Linked DNA regions of Sus scrofa: region 2 is linked to region 1. A link is a contact called in public Hi-C data. All regions are on one chromosome and are shown on one strand. The core of a region is the stretch at or near the end of the contact, and the rest is flanking DNA. Distances in the headings are between cores, read along the strand shown.

Region 1 (2,700 bases), core at 116-2,615:
GCCTCTGGGCTTTGATTTCTGAGAACGAAACTGCCACTTTATCCCATATTCCTGTTCTCGTTCTCTCTCTCTCTCTCTGGCTTCTCTCTCTCTCTCTCTTTTTTTTAGGGTCACACCTGAGGCATATGGAAGTTCCCAGGCTAGGGGTCCAATCAGAGCTGCAGCTGCCGGCCTCCACCACAGCCACAGCCACTGGCCAGATCCAGATCCCAACCACATCTGCGACCTACTCCACAGCTTGGCACAGGCCAGATTCTTAAACCACGGAGGCAGGCCAGGGACGGAACCTGCATCCTCATGGATACTAGTAAGGTTCTTAATCTGCTGAGCCACAGCAGGAGCTCCTCTCACTCTGGCTTTGTCCCAGACAACCGCCCCCCATCCCACGAGCGCCCCCCCCCCATTGCAAATGACGGTGTGTTCGCATTACGCAGATGGCTGGCGGGGAGAAAGTCGTTTCATCAAGAGCGTATTTATGGATTTTTGAGCTCCCAGGCCCCGGAGATCACCTTGGGAATCTTTTGGGGAGTAACCTAAACAATTCTCAGCTGGTGGGACATCCTGGGCAGACTGCGGCCGGAAAACAGATAAACTGGGCAGCAACTCCCTACTTGCAACTGGGTCCCCGTTTACAATCCACGCTGATCCTTCAATACCCCGCTTGTGTAGCACGGACCTTGATTCCGGTCCTACCAACCGCACAAGGGCTGGTGAGACCCCCGCCCCGAGACCAGAACCGCCGGGACGCAGCCCTCCGGAAGGTTCGTGAGCGGGGAGCGGGGACACTTCCCATGTCGTTTCGACCGCTCCTCGCCGCTGAGCTTCTCCCTCCCTGCCCGCGTCATTCGCGGGTGGGCGTGGGGGGCCGAGGCGGTCAGACCTCGGGGACCCGACCTAACCCTCCGGGGCGCCGCGCGCTTCCGACCCCCGGGTCGGTGGACACCCGGGACGCCTACCTTGCCGTACTTCTTCAGCTTCTGCCGGTACTTCTTCTTGGGCTTGTCGCCGGGCGCTGGCTCCTCCAGCGGCTCGTAGCGCTCGGGGAGGACGGCCAGGTGCACCTTCCGCGCGCCCCGGGTCCCCGGGAGCCGCGCGCGCTCCGCGCTCTCCTCCTCCTCGGCCCCGCTCTCCAGATGCTCCAGGATAGCGGCCGCCTCCTCGTCCCGCTCGGTCCGCCCTCGCGCCCGGAAGAGGGGCCCGCGGCGCGGGAGGCTGCTCGCCGCCTGGGTCCGGAGCCTGGCTCCCACCGTCATGATGCCGCCCGCCCTCCGGCTGAGGTCGGTACTGGAAGACTGCAACCTTTGCTCCCTGCCCGCGCTCCTGCCCGCGCCTCCACCCCCGCCCACCTGCTGCCCGGCCCAGCCCAGCCCAGCCCAGTCCCGCCCAGCCCAGCCCGGCTTGGACGGGGAGGGGGCACTTGGAATTGCAGCGCCCCCTGGCCGTGGGGCTCGCGGTCAGCCCCAAGCTCTAGCATCCCATGAACACAAAGCAGTTCAGCCGCACGCGCCACGGAACAAGTGAATCCCGAATGGTGAGACTTCATTAGCCCACGTGCAAACTGGCAGAGATAGTGATGGATGATGAGATGAGAGTAATAAAGATTACACCCAGTGCTGGTCAGGGTTGGGGAGATGATGGTTATGCTACGGTATTCGTGGAACGCAGACTGGAGACAAGGCTTTAGAAAGGCAATCAGAAAGTGTTTATCAAGAGTTCTTGGAATTCCCATTGTGGCACAGCGGGTTGAGGATCCAAAGCTGTCTCTGCGGGGGGCGGGGGTTGCTGTTGCGGTGGGATTGGAATCGATGGCCTGGGAACCTCCACCTGCAGCGAGTGCAGCCAAAAAAAAAGAAAGAAAGAAAGTTCTGAAAAACAGCCCTATCTTTGTAGATGCCTGTGCTGCAGGGACATTCTGTAACACAAGGCAGCGGGTACGAAGTGTTAATTGCAGTCTGATTCCAGTGAAAAAGTGAAGCAGACCAGTGGCGATGGACAAGGTAAATTCTGGTGCCAGCATTTAGCATCATATGTGTAATCATTAAAATCATGATTTTCAAGAATGTCGCTCAAAAAAAAAATCACTCTGATAGATACACGTTCTCAGGTCGCTGTGAATCTCAACTTATTTGGATGCCTTACTTTCCGATGTGGGTAATAAATATCTTTTAATTCTTGGAAACTTAGACTTAAGTATACAATGATATGTTATTATTTCATTAATATTTTGATACTATTAAAATGTGATACATTAAAGGAAGATTTGGATATCTTGCTATAAATACATAAAATATTCCTAATTTAGCACATTAGGGTATCAGAAATTAGTTTTGTGATTCGAACTGAAAATGTAAAATCAAGTAATTGATTTAGGTTTATAAGTTTAATTTGAAAGGAATACAAAAATAAGTTTAATTACCATAGGTATAAGAATTACATAGTCTTGGAGTTCCCATTGTGGCTCAACAGTAACAAACCCAACTAGTATCTATGAGGATGTGGGTTCAATCCCTGGCCTTGCTCAGTGGGTTACGGATCTGGCATCCCTTCAAGCTGTGGTGTATGGTCGCAGGCACCTCTGGGATCCCACATTACTGTGGCTGTGGTGTAGACTGGCAGCTGTAGCACAATTTGACCCCTAGCCTGGGAACTTCCATATGCCTAAAAAAGACAATAAAAAATTAAAGCAAAAAGAAAATAAAA
Region 2 (2,700 bases), core at 71-2,570, 75 kb before region 1:
GTCCAGCGTGTCACCTGCAGAAACTAAGAGCCGGTCTGGAGTTTGAAGCATAGCCTTACAATGAGGCCCAGGGCTAGCCTAGAGTCAGACTCAGAAGAGGACCAGGCTACTTGCTTCGGGCCTTAGCGATCTTTGCTGAACCTCAGGAATTCACACAGGTCCTGACCGCACCAGCCGGGCGTAGATAAAACCACTGTTTACAAAGCACCAGCGTGCTCCCGAAACAAGAGTCCTGATTCCACTCTTGGGTGCCTCCGAACCAGTTACTTTATCGGTAAAAGGGGGCATGGAAGAACTGGGTAAAATAAAATATGCAATAGCACGTTTCAAGCGGCACGAAGCTTGGGCTCCACCGCGGTGCTCGCTTTGAAGGCTTAGCTCCGCGGCTCCAAGTTTCCCCACATTAAGAGACAATCACGAAAAACAAAGTGGAGGCATCAATCCTGCGAAGCTTGCCGCTTCCGCTAGACAGTGGCGAAACTTGCTTGCGCCCTGGCAGCCCCCTGAGGACCGAGACCCCTGTCGCAGCTCCTCCTGAGCGCAGGCTCTGAAAGAGCCGGTGGGAGGCGGAAGGCCAGCCGCCCCCGGAAAGAGGCCTGGGCCCCTGCGTCTGCTGTCGGAGGCGAGCGCCCTCCCTCCGCCTTTCCTTCGCCCCTGCCCCCTCCCCGCCTCAGCTCCCACTTTCCCGGCTGGGGAAGGATCCGACCCAGAACCCAGCCGGCCCCCACCCGCCGCGTTCCGAGCCCACCCCCCGGGGCCCTACCTGTCCCGCAGGTGCCCGCGGCGCAGCCCCAGGGCGGTGCACTCGGCCTCGCTCACCGGCACCCCCTTGCACGACTTGACCGGGTAGATCCAGAGCTGCGACACGGTGCCCACCTGCTGCAGCCGCCGGCGCCGCCGCCGCCGCCTGGGCCGCGCGCGGCTCCAGGCGACGGCCCCCAGCGCCGCCGCGGCCAGTCCCAGCGCGGCGAGCCCGAGCCCGGGCCGAAGTAGCGCGGGGAGGCGGAGGCGGAGGCGGACCAGCGGGGACGAGCCGGCGGCGCCCATGACCCCGGCGAGCGCGGGCGCGGCGGGGACTCGCGCAGGGCCCACGGGGACGCGCCTGCCGCAGCGGGGCCGCGAGTCCAGAGGAAGGGCCGCTCCTGAAGCGGTTCCGGGCGGGTCAGAGTATGGCGTCCTCCTCGGGAGAGTGGCCCCGGGGCTGCCGAGGGGGAGAGGCGGGGGCTCAGCTTCCACGCGGTCTACGTCCCGGCTTCCTCCCCTTCCTCCGCCCTGACGCTGCAGAACTAGGTGCCCTCCCGGGGACCGCTACTAACGACCGTTTTATTTATTTACTTATTCGTAGGTTAAATAATAACCTAAAATAAACAAACAAAAAAAACTTTGCAGGACAAAATGTAATTTTGCTATATTAGAAATCTGGCAGCAGGCAGACCCACGTCTTGGGGACAGTGCGGAGAGGGGGGGGGGCACCAGCGGCTGTCAGTCACCCTCCCCCTCTGCCAGCTGGGGCGTGGGAGCTTCTGGCCAGTGGGACTCTGAGAGCAAAGGCCTGCGACCAGGACCTCAGGACCTGCAAGTTGAGGAGAGCGGGGAAGGAGCCGGCTGTCCCCGTGGTGCCAGGGCAGCAGCCTGCAGCTCAGGGCACCAGCGGGACTCCTCTAGGTCCTCTGGGCACAAAGCCTCCGAGTACCGGCTTCATTTTCCAGGAACTGCCCTGGGAAAGAAGCATTGGCACAAGGTCCTAAGGCTTCTTCCCGGCAGCAGGAAATGTCACCCATCCTACTTGTAAGGCACTGACTTCAGACACCTGTCACTTCAAAAATCAAGCCATCGGGAGTTCCTGTTGTGGTTCAGTGGTTAATGAATCCGACTAGGAACCATGAGGTTTTGGGTTCGATCCCTGGCCTCACTCAATGGGTTAACGATCTGCCGTTGCCATGAGCTGTGGTGTAGGTCGCACACTCGGCTAGGATCCCGAGTTGCTGCAGCTGTGGTGTAGGCCAGCAGCTACAGCTCGGATTTGACCCCTAGCCTGGGAGCCTCCATATGCTGCAGGTTCTGCCCTAAAAAGAAAACAACCAACCAAAAAATACAAATAGAACGTCAAACGCAGGGCAAGGAAAAGGCCATCAGCTGAACAAGAGGCAAAATGGATAGAAGTGAGTGGATTTTTATTGCGGTGGAATATACACAACACGACATTTGCCACTTGCCCATTTCCAAGTGTAGATGCAGAGCAGTGAGTACGTTCCCACGAGTGGATCACCCACGCAAGCGGGGGGTGTCTTACATTACAGGGGGACCGTCTCTGTCTCCCAAGGTTGGCAAATCCACCTTCCCCAGGCAGCCACCCTCAGGACCCACTGGGCTAAGATCTGTCCTTGGATGTTGTCCCTCAGCCTAAACATTGCTCCCTAAACAGAGTATGTCTGTCCTATCTTTTCTCTTCTCACTCCAGGGACGCCCCCCTCCCCCACTCCTGTGACATCCAGGAACTGGGTTCAGAGTCCACCACTGAGGCTTGTCAACGATCTCCTCCCAGAACAAGGGGAGAAGTAGCGGCTTGGATGAATCCGCCTTCCCCCTGGAGTCCCTGTTTGGCTCGAGTAATGAAATCAACTAGGATCCACGAGGAAGCAGGTTCGATCCCTGGCCTCGCTTAGTGGGTTGAGGATCCGGCATTGCCGTGAGCTATGG

What was found. A called contact is a pair of places that touch in the nucleus more often than the background predicts.
Region 2: a contact with region 1 is called in a Hi-C map of omental adipose tissue, with 3 times the contacts expected there. The contact joins the promoter of MARC1 here to the promoter of C10H1orf115 in region 1. A contact is called at or near these places in 1 of 5 promoter capture datasets (fetal liver), 13 of 47 Hi-C or Micro-C datasets (embryonic fibroblasts, fetal heart ventricle, fetal skeletal muscle and 8 more) and 1 of 2 datasets of contacts at active chromatin or transcription factors (skeletal muscle).

Annotation. Positions count from the first base shown.
Region 1 is chr10:10,114,582-10,117,281 of Sscrofa11.1, reverse strand. C10H1orf115 reads right to left here and starts at 1,365. Exons shown (of 2, transcript XM_003130507.4): 1 at 957-1,365. The coding sequence starts at 1,253.
Region 2 is chr10:10,189,381-10,192,080 of Sscrofa11.1, reverse strand. It overlaps MARC1 (mitochondrial amidoxime-reducing component 1), which reads right to left and starts at 1,320. Exons shown (of 9, transcript XR_002336192.1): 1 at 764-1,320. The region is part of intron 5 of MARC2 (a long non-coding RNA gene); the gene reads right to left.